Regions from separate parts of the Rattus norvegicus genome. Here regions 1 and 3 are each linked to region 2. The links are chromatin contacts, called in public Hi-C maps. All regions are on one chromosome and are shown on one strand. The core of a region is the stretch at or near the end of the contact, and the rest is flanking DNA. Distances in the headings are between cores, read along the strand shown. Region 1 holds the start of Myc (MYC proto-oncogene, bHLH transcription factor). Region 2 has its middle 230 kb from the start of Pvt1. Region 3 has its middle 470 kb from the start of Rgs22l.

Evidence for each region. A called contact is a pair of places that touch in the nucleus more often than the background predicts.
Region 1: a Hi-C map of liver shows a contact between it and region 2, with 6 times the contacts expected there. The contact joins the promoter of Myc here to the enhancer-like site in region 2. A contact is called at or near these places in 7 of 12 Hi-C or Micro-C datasets (the A7r5 cell line, the Rat2 cell line, Schwann cells and 3 more) and 1 of 1 datasets of contacts at active chromatin or transcription factors (oligodendrocytes).
Region 3: a Hi-C map of liver shows a contact between it and region 2, with 4 times the contacts expected there. The contact joins two enhancer-like sites. A contact is called at or near these places in 2 of 12 Hi-C or Micro-C datasets (kidney and liver).

The regions. Positions count from the first base shown.
Region 1 is chr7:95,479,713-95,484,708 of GRCr8, forward strand. Myc (MYC proto-oncogene, bHLH transcription factor) reads left to right here and starts at 3,393. Exons shown (of 3, transcript NM_012603.2): 1 at 3,393-3,958. The coding sequence starts at 3,929.
Region 2 is chr7:95,774,040-95,779,019 of GRCr8, forward strand. No RefSeq gene overlaps it. Among named protein-coding and RNA genes, the nearest start is that of Pvt1, 230 kb to the left of the region's middle. Within about 2 kb of position 1,457, at least 12 of the 93 cell types and tissues checked have an H3K27ac peak or open chromatin away from gene starts, as enhancers often do. A contact at or near this core is called in Schwann cells, kidney and liver, where this site is marked.
Region 3 is chr7:96,037,413-96,042,485 of GRCr8, forward strand. No RefSeq gene overlaps it. Among named protein-coding and RNA genes, the nearest start is that of Rgs22l, 470 kb to the right of the region's middle. Within about 2 kb of position 2,294, at least 10 of the 93 cell types and tissues checked have an H3K27ac peak or open chromatin away from gene starts, as enhancers often do. A contact at or near this core is called in liver, where this site is marked.

The DNA of each region.
Region 1 (4,996 bases), core at 2,143-4,642, 290 kb before region 2:
TGCTTGAGAGGCAGAGGCAGGCAGATCACCTACTTTGAGGCCACCCTGATCTAAGGACTTGAACTCAAGAGATCTATCCACCAGCTTGTATCCTATTTAATTGGGTGATTAGTTTCATTTTCTCAATCTCTCTCTTGTTTTAGCTCTTTATATATATTTGAATATTAGCTCCTTCTCAGATGTGGAGCTGGTAAAGATCTTTGCCCATTCTGTAGGCTGCCACTTTGCCCGAATGATGCTGTCCTTTGCCATACAGAAGATTATCTGTTTCATGAGACCTCATTAAGTAATCTGCCTGCCCCTGGAACTTCTGTACAACACGCTGACCTGAACTTCACAGAGATCCTCTTGCCTCTGCCTCCCAGACATTTGGGATTAAAGGCATTCATCACCATGCCCGCTAAAATTTTGACCTTGTAATAAAATGGCTGTCTAAAATATTCTGGCAGAGGAATCCCACTCTTTCTCTGCGCTAATTGTTTAACCACCCAATTTATAAGCAGTAGGGCCCGGGGTGAGCATCATTAAGAATGTAGAAACCGGGCTGGAGAGGTGGCTCAGCGGTTAAGAGCACCCGACTGCTCTTCCAGAGGTCATGAGTTCAATTCCCAGCAACCACATGGTGGCTCCCAACCATCTGTAAAGAGATCTGATGCCCTCTTCTGGTGTGTCTGAAGACAGCGACAGTGTACTTACATATAATAAATAAATAAATCTTTAAAAAAAAAAAAAAAGAATGTAGAAACCAGGTGCAGAGTCTCAAGATTCAATGTAGCTACTGAAGGGCATGCCCCCCGCCCGGGATTCCATTCACACTTATCAGGGCATAAACCTGGGTGCGGTGAGATGTGTCCTGGGATTCATAAGGTCTTTTGTAAAGAAGAGGAAGAGGAAAAAAAACAAAAAACAAAAACAGTAACACAAAACTAATAAAATAAAACCGTGAGTCTCAGGCAAGCAAAAATTAGTAGTGAGACCATCTCTCAAAAAAACAGCAATAGCAAATAATGATAATAAAACAAGGTGATGATAAATTAATACCCCTGCCTTGCGTTTTGACTCCCCTTGCCCAATAAAATCCAGTGTTCTGCTTTCAAGCTTCCAGCTTAGAACATGATGACAGAGGTGTGGGACCTGGGGGATAAAGCTTGCTCTGCTTTTTACTTCTTTCACATGTATACCCATGAATTATTCACTTTTCCCATCCACAACTAGGGCTCTCTTTTGGGTGAATGTCTGAAAGTAGCCATGGGTTAATTTTCTCCCCGTCTATGCAGCTGGATAGCCACCTCGGAACCACTTTTTCCTCTAGTAATTTCTCTTCCTTTAGCTCCTTGGCAGTCTGAAAGAGTCATTTAAAGGATGACCGGAAGCTTATCTTAGGCAACGAAGCTTCTTCCCAGAACCTGGAAGCCCAGCAAGCAAATGCCCTGCCCCCACCCGACCTCCGCCCTCGTTGGCTTCGCAAAGCTGTGATCTGTGGCCAGTAGAGGGCACACTTTACTTTCGCAAATCCGAGAGCCACAACCCGGGGAGGGGGCGGGGAAAGAGTCTCTGCAGCAAAATGCAGCCTAGGGATTGGTGGCTCTTGGCGTTTGAGGCAAAATCCTAGAGGCTGTAGTCATTTTGCAATCCTTAAAGCTGAATTGTGCAATGAGCTCGATGAAGGAAGATACTATCATCCAACAGCTGAATCCTAAATTGCAAACTCAATGGCTAATGACTACTTTGAACAATGCGCACCTTACACACGCTACACGCTACTGTAGTCTCTTCTTTTTTTAGGGGGTAGCAGTGAGAGGTTTCTTAAAATGCCTTGGGGCGAGGAGTCCTGAATGAGGAGACTGCTTTGGGTTTTGATGCGTAGGATAAGCAAATCCCGAGGAAATATGCACTATATAATAAATCTAGAACCAAAACACAGAGCAAAAGATTCATGTTTCACGTTGGTTAATAAACTAGGTTATCGTGTATATATTAAGTGTGTATACCTTTGGGGACTCTACAAAATGCACGGCATGGTATTGAGGAAAAAGTAAATTGGGAAATTAGTGTAAAAATTAGAGTCGGCTTTTAATTAGTTTAACACACACATACGAAGGCAAAGACACAACGTTACTTTGATCTGACCCGGGCCGACCTTTTTTTAAGTGCATAATTACGATTCCAGTAATAAAAGGGGAAAGTTTGGGGTTTGTCCTGAGAGGAAGGGGTTAACGGTTTCCTTTATTCTAGGGTCTCCGCAGGCTCCCCAGATCTGGGTTGGCAATTCTACTCCTCCCCCTTTCTGGGAAGTCCGGGTTTCCCCCAACCCCCAATCCATGGCATATTCTCGCGTCTAGCGCCTTGATTCCCGCCCCCCCCCACCCCCAACCTCTAAGCCGGAGTCTGGTGCAAACTGGCTCCACAGGGGCAAAGAGGATTTGCCTTTAGTGAAAACTGGCTGTGGAACTGGAACTCTGAGTGGAGGTGCATGGGGTGTAGACTGGCAGAGACTCGACCGGGAGGATCCGGGTAGAGCGCGCCCACCGCCGCAGTCCTACTCTACTCCAGCTCTGGAACGCGCAGAAAGACCTACGGGGCAAGGAGCCGCCTCCACCCCACCCCGCCTGGTGGAAGGTCCGAACGGGAGGTGTTGGAGTGGAGGGCCTTTCTGGCAGCAAATTGGGGGATTCATTCTGTAAAGAATGTGCCCAGTCAACATAGCTGTACGCCCAAACGCAAAATACACACTGCCCTCCCCGAGAGATGCAGTGGCTGTTTATTCCTAAGTGGCTCTCCAAGTATACGTGGCATTGAGTTGCTGAGCAATTTTAATGATTCCAGGCATCGTTTTTCTGCTCAGACCTCATCTGTCGTAGGTCTTCAACTATCACTCCACACTGAGCAAGGGCTCCTACATAACTCTTTTTTTTTTTTTCGTCCTTCCCTTTTTAAATTCTGTTTCCCCGACCTTAGAGAGACGACTGGCCGCCCGAGACGTGCGTGACGCGGCTCAGGGTACACGGCGTATTGTGTGGAGCGAGGCAGCTGTTCCACCTGCGGTGACTAATACACGCAGGACAAGAACACAGTTCAGCCGAGCGCTGCGCCCGAACAACTGTACAGAAAGGGAAAGGACCGACGCGCGAGCAGGAGAAAATGGTCGGGCGCGCAGTTAATTCATGCTGCGCTATTACTGTTTACACCCCGAGTCGGAGTACTGGGCTGCGGGACTGAGGCTCCTCCTCTTTCCCCGGCTCCCCACTAGTGCCCCTCCCGAGTTCCCAAAGCAGAGGGCGGGGGAGCGAGAGGAGGAAAAAAATAGAGGTCGGGAGGGGAGGGAGAAAGAGATTCTCTGGCTAATCCCCGCCCACCCGCCCTTTATAATCCGGGGGTCTGCACGGCTAAGGACCCCCGGGCTGCGCTGCTCTCCGCTGCCGCCTCCGCCGCGCCCACTCCGCTCGCCTCCTGCCTCCAAAAGGGCAGGGCTTCGCCGAGGCTTGGCGGGAAAAAGAAGCGAGGGGAGGGATCCGGAGTCGCAGTATAAAAGAAGCTTTTCGGGCGTTTTTTTTCTGACTCGCTGTAGTAATTCCAGCGAGAGACAGAGGGAGTGAGCGGGCGGGTTGGAAGAGCCCAGTGTGCAGAGCCCCACTCCGGGCTTCCTAGGAAGGCAGCTCTGGAGTGAGAAGGGCTTTGCCTCCAGGCTTGCTGCCTCCTCGACCCAATCCTCCCGCTGACCCAACATCAGCGGTCGCAACCCTCGCCGCCTCTGGGAAACTTTGCCCATTGCAACGGGCAGACACTTCTCACTGGAACTTACAATCTGCGAGCCAGGACAGGACTCCCCAGGCGCAGGGGAGGGAATTTTTGTCTATTTGGGGACAGTGTTCTCTGCCTCTGCCCGCGATCGGCTCCCCTGAAAAGAGCTCCTCGCGTTATTTGAAGCCTGAATTTCCTTTGGGAGGTGGAAAACCCGGTAAGCACAGATCTGTTGGTCTTCTACTGTTTTCTCTACGTCCTGAGTGTAGCGACCGGTTAGAACAGTCTTTATTCAATTTCTGTGCTTTTGACACTTTACTCAGAGTAGTTGGGGTAGGCCGGGGCGGAGTTGAGGTGGATCTGAGTCGGGGTAGAACGACTTGTCAAGATGACAGGAAAGGGGAAGGAAAAAACCGGGGTGCATTTTGAAACTGTCTTCCAGAGGTTACCGTGGGCTGACGCTGACCCGGGCCGGTTGGACATTCTTGCTGTGCTACATTAATTGATATTTATGTCCTTTGGGGGGGGGGGTGTCAAAGCCGGAGGTCTCTTCGCGGTGGCCAAAGGAAGCCCTTCGTATCCTGAGGTCTTTGGGAAAGGGATTACCTTTTGCGTGTTCTCCGCAAAAAGCGAGAAGGCTCCGTAGCCTCTGACTTCCCAGTCTTTGGGAGGGCATTTAAATTTCGGCTTGGTGCATTTCTGACAGCCTGAGACCAACTCGGGGGTGCGTCCCGCCCGCCAATCCCCGGCGGCGATTGCAACCGGTCCCTGATCCTTTTAAGAAGTTGCCATTGGGCTTTAAAAATAGTGATCATAGTAAAATTTAAGCCTAACCCTCCGCGGTATTAGGACTTGGTGTTGGACTAGCGCACTGAGGAGAGGCAAAACTGGGGCAGGGATGTGACCGATTCGTTGACTTGGGGAAAACCAGAGGGAATCCTCACATTCCTGGTTGGGATCCGCGGGTATTCCCCGCGCCCCTGAATTGCTAGGGAGACTGCGGTGAGTCTTGATCTGAGCTGTTCGGTAACAGCTGCTACCCTCGGCGGGGAGAGGGAAGACGCCCTGCACCGGGTGCTGAATCGCTGTGGGGTCTCTGGCGCAGTGGCGTCGCGGTTTAGAGTGTAGCAGGGAGGTGTCTCTTATTATTTGACACCCCCTCCCCTTTGGAGAGGCTTGTTAGAGCCTGAGACTGAGCTCTCCCCTCCAAGTCAGCAATAGGAAAGAAAAGCCGGCAAAGGAAGGAAGGGGGGCG
Region 2 (4,980 bases), core at 207-2,706:
CGGGGAGTGAACATGAATTCCTACAAGACCTAGGGGACCACTGTTAGGCTTGAATTTTAAAGGTTTCACCAAATTGAAAATGCTATCCTGGGGCTAGGGTGAGTCTTCCCGGGAGTCCAGGGGAAGCATCAGTTCCAAAATTAGTTTCATCTTCAGTGTGGGAGGTGCCAGAGGCTGTGAGCCTGAGGTCACACACAAGTTACACAGGAACTACAGACAACTACAGAATGCTTGTCAGTGATGAACAGCTGCATCTCCATTCACAGTACCAGCTTTACCAATGGGATAAGGATCCTGAGTGACATGTTTATTCAAATCAATGTGTATGCATTCACTGTGCCAAGCCCAGCAACCCAACAGCATGTGGCAGTCACCGGAACAGCCTAGAGTCTCACTTTTGTTCCACTATTAAGTAGCTTAAGGAACCCAAGAATCCTAATTTCTCATTTATAAAATGGATATTTTTAAATCACTTCCCATATATATAATGATAATTCTATATAGTTACCAGTGTGGTAAGGCATCTCAATACATGCATACACACAACAATTCAGGCCAGGCTAATGGTCTGTCAATCATCTCAAAAACATCTTTGTGTATGGAAACGATCAAAACCTGGCTCTCTTGTGATATGTTGTAACTCCTATTTACCCTGCACCGCTGCAGAATGCTGGAAGTTGTTTTTCCTGTCCACCCAGACCAAGGGCTTTCTGAGGCTAAAGAGATGCATACAAACCCCTGAATACACGTGCCCGACACATTAATCCACTGTGCATGTAAGCTACTGAGATTATTATTAGCCCAGCAGGACAGGGAGGAGTTTTGGGGGGTCCCTGGGGTGTGATCACTCCTGTTTACTCTTTGGATGGTGCCTGTCTGGCCAGAGATCATGAGTTTGTTTTTCTGGTACGGAGGTTGCCCTGGTGTTCTGGAGTGACCCCACAAGGCTGACTGAGCTCGTTTTACAAAGCTGTGTGCTGGGTCTTGTCCAGCTCCATCCAGCCCCACCTCCTTGCCTGCTAAGCCTGTGTGCCCACGAGCCACAGGACTGTCAGTGGCTGGCATTGTTTTCACTCTGGAAAAGCGTGACCTTTAATCAGAACCATCGCTAAGTCTTCTGGCAAATCCATCCCTCCCCAATACAATTTCTTTCCTTTTCTGGGAGATTGGGGGAAAAGGAGCTTAGGTCCCTAGTGTCTCTGAGACAATTCCTTTACTCTCTCCACTTTTTTTTTTTCCTACAAACTCTGCTCTCCAACATGGGTCAAGTGTTACAGGACATGAGCATGTTGAGGAAAAAGATCAGTGGTGTTAACGAGCCTGACTTTATCCTCACTGTGTTCTTCACATGAAGAGCAAGAAGGGCCCTGTAAATGGCTCGTGTTTAAGGTTTCTAGCCACGGTCACTCCTGCAACACATTGATTGATAATATCGATGACAGCACACATGACTGCTATTTGCTTTTCTGTCACCTGGATATTCCCCGTTACCTGGGAAGAAGGAATCTCAGTTGAGGAGCTGCCTGCCTCAGACTGGCCTGTAGGCATGTCTATGAGACCTTTTTATGATTGCTAATTGATGGAGGATGGCTTAGCCCACTGTGGGTGGTGTCACTCCTGGGCATGTGGTCCTGGCTTGTGTCAGAAGGGATGCTACATACTAGCCTGGGAGTAAGCCAGTTAGCAGGTTTCCTCCATAGTCCCTGTCTCTGCTCCTGCCCTGAGTTCTGGCCCTGAGTTTTCCTCAATGAAGGACTGATGCAAACATGTAAGCCAAATAAACCTCTGTTTCTGTTTCCTCTCTCTTACTGTTGGTCGTGGTGCTTATCACAGCAATAGAAAAAAACACTAGGACAATGAAATGTAAGAACACACGGAGCCATTGTGAGGATTCAATATCCTTAGTTAGCCACAGAAAGAGTTGAGCATGATACGCGGAACATTGTTATTTGTAGAGATCCCTAGTGGCTTCTGGGCCTCGGTTTCTCCATATTCGTACTGTTTGTGTTATATAAACATGGTGTCTAGAGCTCTTGCTCAGTAATGACTCAACTGAGTAGTTCCAACCATGCTGACTAACCCACAACCCTAAGACATGTCCTGCTTGACCAGAGCCTGGAGTTGGACACAGAAACAGGAGCATAGCTGCCTACTCTATGTGGCACAGCATGTGTCAAGCTCCCAGAGGCACCCAGGCAGCCTTCTCTACATTCACCCTATGGCAATTCCCTTTCACAAGACAAGTCACCTTAAGATGTACAAAGGCCTGGCTTTTCAAGCAGGGCTATGTCTGTCAGTTTCACATCTCCAGCTAAGTGGACTTGCAGACCTTCCTGTCCTCTGGATGTCTGTGTCATTCATACAAGGGACAAGTTTTCTCTGGAGAAAGGCTTCTTCTAGGCTTCTCCCATGTTGGAAGTGTCCTCTACTTTTTTTTACTGGCCAAAGCACGGGCCCAAGTAGCTCAAGAAGAATCTGCAATAGAGGGCCTCTAACCTTGAATGGAAATGGAAACATAGTCTCCACATTGGCACTGGGTCTGGATTCTGCTCTGCAAAGTGACCTGAATTTCTAAGATCTGGTGCTCATGGTTTTCTATGGGGGCCTAGCTCTGTTCTCATGAGGCTGGCATGTTCCCTACCAGCGTCCCTGTTCCCTTTCTGAGGAGCATGGAAGATGCTTCTCTTGGTATGAGGGGGTATGAGTAGAATTCCTGCTTCTGTTCAACATGCTGAAGAATAGGGCCTGGATTATGGTGACTGACTGGCAAACACTTGTTTTGGAAGAGATATTGAAAGTCTTTGGAGTTCTTGGCACAGTCATCATGGATAGTTTCCCGTGCCCATTCTGAACCAGGATCTGACAAATTACGACTCCTCCACCTGTGCTTGCATTAAAGTTTTATTGGAACACGGCAGTGTCCATCGTTTTATAGGATATCACTGGGCTCCTTTGCTTCCACACTGGTAAATTTTAATAATCGAGAGAGAGGGAGAGAGAGAGAGAGAGAGAGAGAGAGAGAGAGAGAGAGAGAGAGAGGAGGGGGGGAGGGAGCCATGAAGCCTAAAATAAAGACTATGTGGCACTTGGTTACAGAACTTGGGCTCCAATTTTGAATATCAAGGCCACTTTGTCTGACAGTGATCATGGATTTTGTTTTCCCAAGTGCAGGTGCTTAGGGCAATTATAAGTCAGAAACTGGCCGTAAGATGGTCATTTTGAGGTACATATTTTGCATGCTTTCTCTATGATAGTTAGACTTTTTCCAGTACTTTGTTTCATCCCTAGCCAGCCCAATTGCTGTGACCCCTGCTCTCCCATGTAAGGTGTTTCTTTCAGTTCTGTTTAAAAAGAAACTGAACCCACCTGTTAACTGCTGGTCTTTCCTTCAGGGACTGACCAAATGCCCTATAAGAGGTTTAGGGCCAGGGAACTAAAATGGACATAACCCAATAGAGTCTACCTTAAGGCTGGGATGCTGGGAAGCATAGGGCAGAGTCCATGAGAGAATAGAGAATGCATAGCTTGTTCTTCTTTCCAGCATCCTAAATAGCATGATCTTAAACACCATGGTCTTCTTGGAGTCAACTCCCCAATTGTTAAAGTGCTCACAACAATGTCTACCAATCTGGTTGTCATTGAAGCTGAGGCATGTGCTATCTACCGCCTAGAGCACAACAGAGTTGTTAAATAACATCTATAATCTCCACTGTAGTTGGGATGTGAGATGTTTAAAGATCTCCACTATGTGTTCTCACTCTTTCTAGTGTTCAGCAGCCAACACTGAGAGCTAGTTAGATGGGACGTTGTTTTCTGGCATTGTGAGGGACATCTTCCTAGGGTACACAGCATCTGTGATGTACCTTGAGATCTAGTCCTGAAGGCTGCTTGTCCTGGTGCTAGTCAAGCAATCCTTGGGTCACAGTCATGGCACAGCATAGCTATCAGACAATTGTCTTTTTTTCCATCCAGAGCAAAACAACAAACTCTCAAGTTCCTCCAACCGTAGCACAATATTACACAGGGGCATCTATAGCCTATAGAACTCACTGAGAACCCCGTATCTGAGACCCGGGCCAGGAGACAAGCTCAAGGCTTGGCTTGGTTGGTCAGTCAACATTTTCAGGTGTTCAATGAGCTTTCTCAGTCTGTCTAGTTTGTGGTATATTGGAAATGATCTGTAAACGTTTCCAAGGGGATAGAGGGTGGCTTACTCTGAGAACACTTTTGCAGGTAGGCTGATAGCTTCTAATGGAAGGTCTTGAAGAATAGAATCCCTTGTGTATCTGCCCTGGCCATGGTACTTCACAGGTTCTGGATCTGTGAGCAAGAACACTGTCTTGGGGGGTGTTGTTGTTTGTTTGTTTGTTTTTTATTCCTAGCAGTCATGAGATTCTAGTTCCACAGGACTTTTATGGCTGGTGTTTGTGAGTGGTTGCACTCCAAAAAACAGTATCTTTACTCTTGCCCTCTTTGAGGCATACAGGGAGCGAGAATGAGAACTCCAGTTTACACACAGCTAGAGTTCTGAAGTAAAGTGACTCACTTAGGGCCACCCAGAAAAGAGCAGCTTGGCTGTCCTCCCAGGCCGTTTTCTTCTGATCATCCAAATATGGAAACGCATGATGACAGAGGCACTTGTTCTTTCTGGGTCTTCTGAGGCAGAAAGCTTCCAGGGACACTTTGGAATGAAGGAAATAGAGTCCAAAAGGCCTCTGTCAGGGACCGCCAGGCGAATCTTCCCAAGAATCCTGGTGGAATGTTGTCATTTTCTCTCTCTTTGAAAGGGGTGGGTCTTGGAATACTGTCCGGGTCACTGTGAGCACACAGCAGAAGAAATGTCCCCCCAGCCTGCAGGGACCATCTGTTTCCAGGCAGTCCTCCTCTGGAAGCCTTCTTTACTCACTGCTTGCCCCATTGATAGTCACCTCGACTTACCTTGAAACCTCTTTCCGTTGTCTCTATACACATAAACAATGT
Region 3 (5,073 bases), core at 1,044-3,543, 260 kb after region 2:
TTCTTTCTTTCTTTCTTTCTTTCTTTCTTTCTTTCTTTCTTTCTTTCTTTTCTTCCTTCCTTTCTTTCTTTCTTCCTTCCTTCCTTCCTTCCTTCCTTTCTTCCTTCCCTCTCTCCCTCTTTCCCTCCCTTCCCCCTTTTTTTTCCTGCTTCCCTCTCTTCCTTTCATAAAAATGTTTTGTTGATACTTGAGAATGGGGGTGTCTATTCTGTTTTCTTTTTATATCCTTGCCCCATCCCAGATGTAGTGATTACTGTGAAGTATTGCGATAGGATACACACATTTCCTACTAACCGCAGGACTTCTGGCTGATGGATGTTGCTCTCCGGCTACGTCCTTAGGAACTGACATAATATAAATCATCTAGTGAAAGGTCACAAATTTTTACCTAAAAAGAAAAAGATGGCCTACTGAAGAAGTAAATTCTTCTACTTCAAATTATGCCCACCAATGGATGGGTGACAATGTCCCAGAGACATTTTATGGATGAGGGACAACTAATCCTTATTCTGTTTCTTGAGAGAATTGATGGTGTGTCAGAAGCATAATGATTTTCGAAGACCAGGTATTAACAGACCCAACATCAACTTTTTAAAGGCATTGTATGGAGGACTATTTTCTAATCTAATTATTCAACAAATGTGAGTAACTCCAAATTCATCATGATAAGAGAAGAATGGTTCTCTATTCTCAGTGTAAATGCTTAAAGACATTCGGGTATTTTTACAGGCCTGTGCAGCAGCGTGCATGTGTCCCATTCCTCATGGTTTGAACCAGTGTGGACCAGTGCAGAGGAAGAAATGAATCTATGCTGTGGAAGTTTAGCAGGAAGAGTCTTTGATTTCTAGTCCGGAGTTTCTGACTCTGACAGAGACATTAGCAAAGAAAGGGATTTAGGGAGAAAGGTTAAGTAACAAAGAGGAAGAAAACACAAGTGTTCAAGGGGAATCTAGGGACTTGAATTCCTGATTACTGGGTCCTAGAATGTGGAGTTGACAGGATTGAAGCCAGGGCTAGGGGTAGAACCATGTGTGATTCTTGAATCTATCCTGAAGAATTTGAAATTTTTATTACTGGTAGAAAATAGGGAGCCACTGATAATTTTAAGTAAGGGACTATAGGGGATGGATAATAATTTTCTGTAGTCATGATATTTAGGTGCAGCAAAAGACAGACTACCAAGACAACAGACAAAAGGAATCTCATATATTCCTGCAAGAAAACCCAGAGAATGCCACATGGGTTCATAGAGTAAAGCCTCTGTTTCACCGTGAATTTGAGAGCAACATGTGTTATTTAAGACTATCTAAAAAAAAAAAAAAGGAAAAGAAAGAAAAGTAGCCAAGATTTCACACAATGCATAGCAATACATTCTACTACATGGTTATTATTTCTGCAATTATTCTGTTTTATTTTAGAATACTTACTGTGAGTAAAGATCATGCTTTAGAAGCTAGATAGAGATGGGAAGGTAAACTTGATGAGGATGTATGTGCTTAGATCAGGAGATAACAAAGACTTTGTTAGTGTTCTGGCAGTGTGATATAAGAATGAAACTAGGCTCGGAAGCAGGCAGAAGACAAAAGACCCGAGAGAGGCTAGGAAGTGCTTAGGTTTGTAGGTCAATAACCACAATAATTATTATTTGGATAAGCTCCTTCTAGAACCCTTGTCCTTAACCTGGCAAACACTAGTCACTAGTAATGAGATGGTTAATCTTCAGATACTGATGCTATCTAAGGCTTCATCTTAAATTACATATTTGGTAACCACCAGGACAGCACATAGTAGGTGATCAAATAAATTCTGATCAACTTGATTTTGTTTTAAAGTATCCTTCTGCTTCCTAGGCCTCTCTTTGTTTGTTTGTTTTATATTTTATTTTATTTTTTGAGACAGGGTTTCTCTACTATTAGCCTTGGCTGGCCTCAAACTCAGAGATTCGCCTGCCTTTGCCTCCCAAACACTGGGATGAAAGGCATGCGCCACCACACCCAACCCTGATCAACTTGGTTTTAACCTGCTTCAGCTAGTTAGTTAAGTCCTAAAGCAGTGGCAACTGTCAGGAGGTGAGCTTTGACTCTTCAGGGGTATAAGAAGGCATCTCAGGTAGGAGATATAGTCTAGGCATGTCCATTTTCAGCCAAGTTGCTAGGTGCTCTTCGGACATGCACAAGTTCACTAGGACCTGTACTTTGTCCTCTGAATGGTGTGCCAAATGCTGTATTCCTCTCTGCTTTGTCATGTATCTATGATCCCTAGTCACACGGTAACTAGTGACCATGCTGTCATCTTATGCAATAGCTCCCAGTGGAGTCCTGGTCAGGGGATAAATGAGGCAATGCATTCCTGAGTTATGACTGGCCTGCTGGGTCTACTTGCAAAACACCTTGCTCATCTACACCATATCCGCCACCTTCTCCCCGGCTTCCTTAACAGGTTTCTCATTTCACCCCATAAAGATCATGTTTCAGGTTTTAGTTTGAAACTTTGACAGCCTCCTCTCAAGAGGTCTTCAGAAACCTGATGAGAGCCACATTAGGTTCCAAAGAGCTGCTCAAAGGCAGGAACAGGAGCAGGGCTTGGGAGGGGTAGGAGAACAAAGGTTCTGAGCACTGGAGGTAGGCACAACAATGGATACTTTGCTTTAGAAGAAAGGATGTGACATCATCATTACCAACTGTTGTAGGTCGGCACAAGACCCTCTTCTCCATTATATTAGTTTCGTGTTCTACCATGGGAATTAAACATTTCCTCTTCAGGTTGCTAGGACAATATATCCGGGTGATGATTCTAAAAGAAGCCCCTATAGGAAGCTTCTATACAAAGACCCTATATTAAGCTCACCCAGAATGCCTCACGCAGAAGCCAAGATAGAGTTATAAATAAGCAAGAGACACTTGGGGAGAAATGTTGGTGTAGGATGAGAAGAAATAGAAGAAGCTCACCACGCTGTGGTGAGAGTGCTGACCCTAGAGAAGGCCATAAGGAAAGCAGGAAGAGTCCACAGAGCCGTAAGCCATAGAACATTATTTTTGGGTCTCTGCCAGGCAGGTGATAAAACTCTGAATAATGACTCTGTTCAGAGTCCAGTTGCAAAGAGACACCTTGGTTTTAATATATATGTAACCCCAAGTTTCTAGGCAGAGGTAGCCTGTGAAAGTGAGGCTCACTCTTGCGTGCTAGAAGGACTCTGATGATAGAACAGCTGGAGGCTATGGGGTTCCTGAGTTCCAGTCCTTAGGTTCTCTGTTGAGGAGACATCTTGATACAAACCTCTTTTTTCCTATCATTTTCTATGACCACGTTATGGAGTTAAAATTTTCTATCATTCACCTTGTTTAGTCTAGGTCTGGTATAATAAAACTCTATAAATATGTCAGCCTAAACTTGAAAATGTATTATTTGCAACTTTTGAAACTTGATCTTCAAGGTTAAGGGGTCTGTAGGATTGGTTTCTTTCTAATGTTTAGATGATGTCTTTCTTTTGTTTTCTTATTGTTTTTTCTCTGGTGTTTGGCATATGAGAATTGGATCAGGACCCAATTAATTTTGCTCAAACTTAATTACCACCTGAACGTCCTCATTTCAAAATAGAGTCTTATTGGGGATTCAGCCTTGGTTTCATGAGTTTGGTGAAAATAGTTAAATTCTCATGTCTTTCATATGTGTTATTAGTAAATCAGTTCCCCTCCCTTCTTTCTCCATGTTATTTATTTATTTATTCATTCATTCATTTAGTTTGTGATATATGTATGTATATATGTATTTATGAATATATATATATGTGAAATATAAATATGTATGCCACACATGTGTGTATATGTGCTGTGAGAAACTGAAGAACCTGGGGTATCATTCTTTAGGAGTACTCTACCTTACTTTGAGACAAGGTCTCTCTCATTGATCTGGCAATCGCCAGTCTCCACTGACAGATTTCCACCTCCACAATGCTTGGCTTACAAATGTGGGTCATCATGACAGGGATATAACTCAAATCCTCATGCTTCTGAGGCAAGCATTTTACCATTTCCACACTTTTTTACCACTTTACCACAGAACCACTTTCCCTGTTTCTTATATTAACACTTCTCATGTGTGTTAGAACTGCAGACAGAAGATAGGATTTTTACTACTGAGCTCAGGATCCAGCAGAAATGAGGAGTTGGGTCAGGCTCTACAGGGTGGCAAGTACTATGAAAAAAGAGATCCTGGGTGCTAAAAGAACCAATAGGAGAGATCACAGATCTAGACTCAGCTTGTACTCCTGGTGGAAGACTACTTCAGGAAGGCATCTGAGTTAGCTTTAAAGACTGTGTAGAATTTAGTAACCAGGAAGATGGAAAAGGAATGTGTACAAATAAAGGATATCTTGACTCAACCACCAAGCAGGAAGCATGCATAGATCTGACCTAGGCCCCCTGCACCCATGTTACAGTTATGTAGCTCTGTCTTCATGTGGGACTCCGAACAGCAGGAACAGTTTTGTCTCTGACTCTGTTGCCTGCCTTTGGGACCCCTCCTTCTGAGATGCTTTGTCTAGCCTCAATAAGAGAAGATGTATCTAGTCTTAATACAGCCAGGGCTGGTTAATAGCTACCAGAGGCCTCCCCTTTTCTGAAGAGAAACAGAGGAGGAGTTGATTGGGGTGAGGGCAGTGTGGGGTAAGGGAGGAGGACTGGGAGAAGAAGAGGGAGGTGAAACTACAGTTGGGATGTAAAGTAAAAAAAATAAGTTATTAATAATAATGATAGTGATAATAATAATAATAATAATAATAATAATAATAATAATAATAAAGGCATCTTGAAAGATGAGAGTCCCTTCAGGAAGTGGTAGTTAGACCAGTGAGTCTGGGACATGGGACTATTACTGAAGGATGTTTTGAGAGCTAGCAATGGGTGATGTGGACTTGTTACTTTGAGTGCTGGAGACAGATTCTCAGAAATCTGGCTAGGAATTTCAATCTACACTGAAGGCCCTGTGAGCCTTCCTGCTTCCTCCTTTGAAGTTTCTGGTTCTATAGACTGCCAGAAAAGTACCTGTTTTTTCACAGTATTCGAGACTAATCTA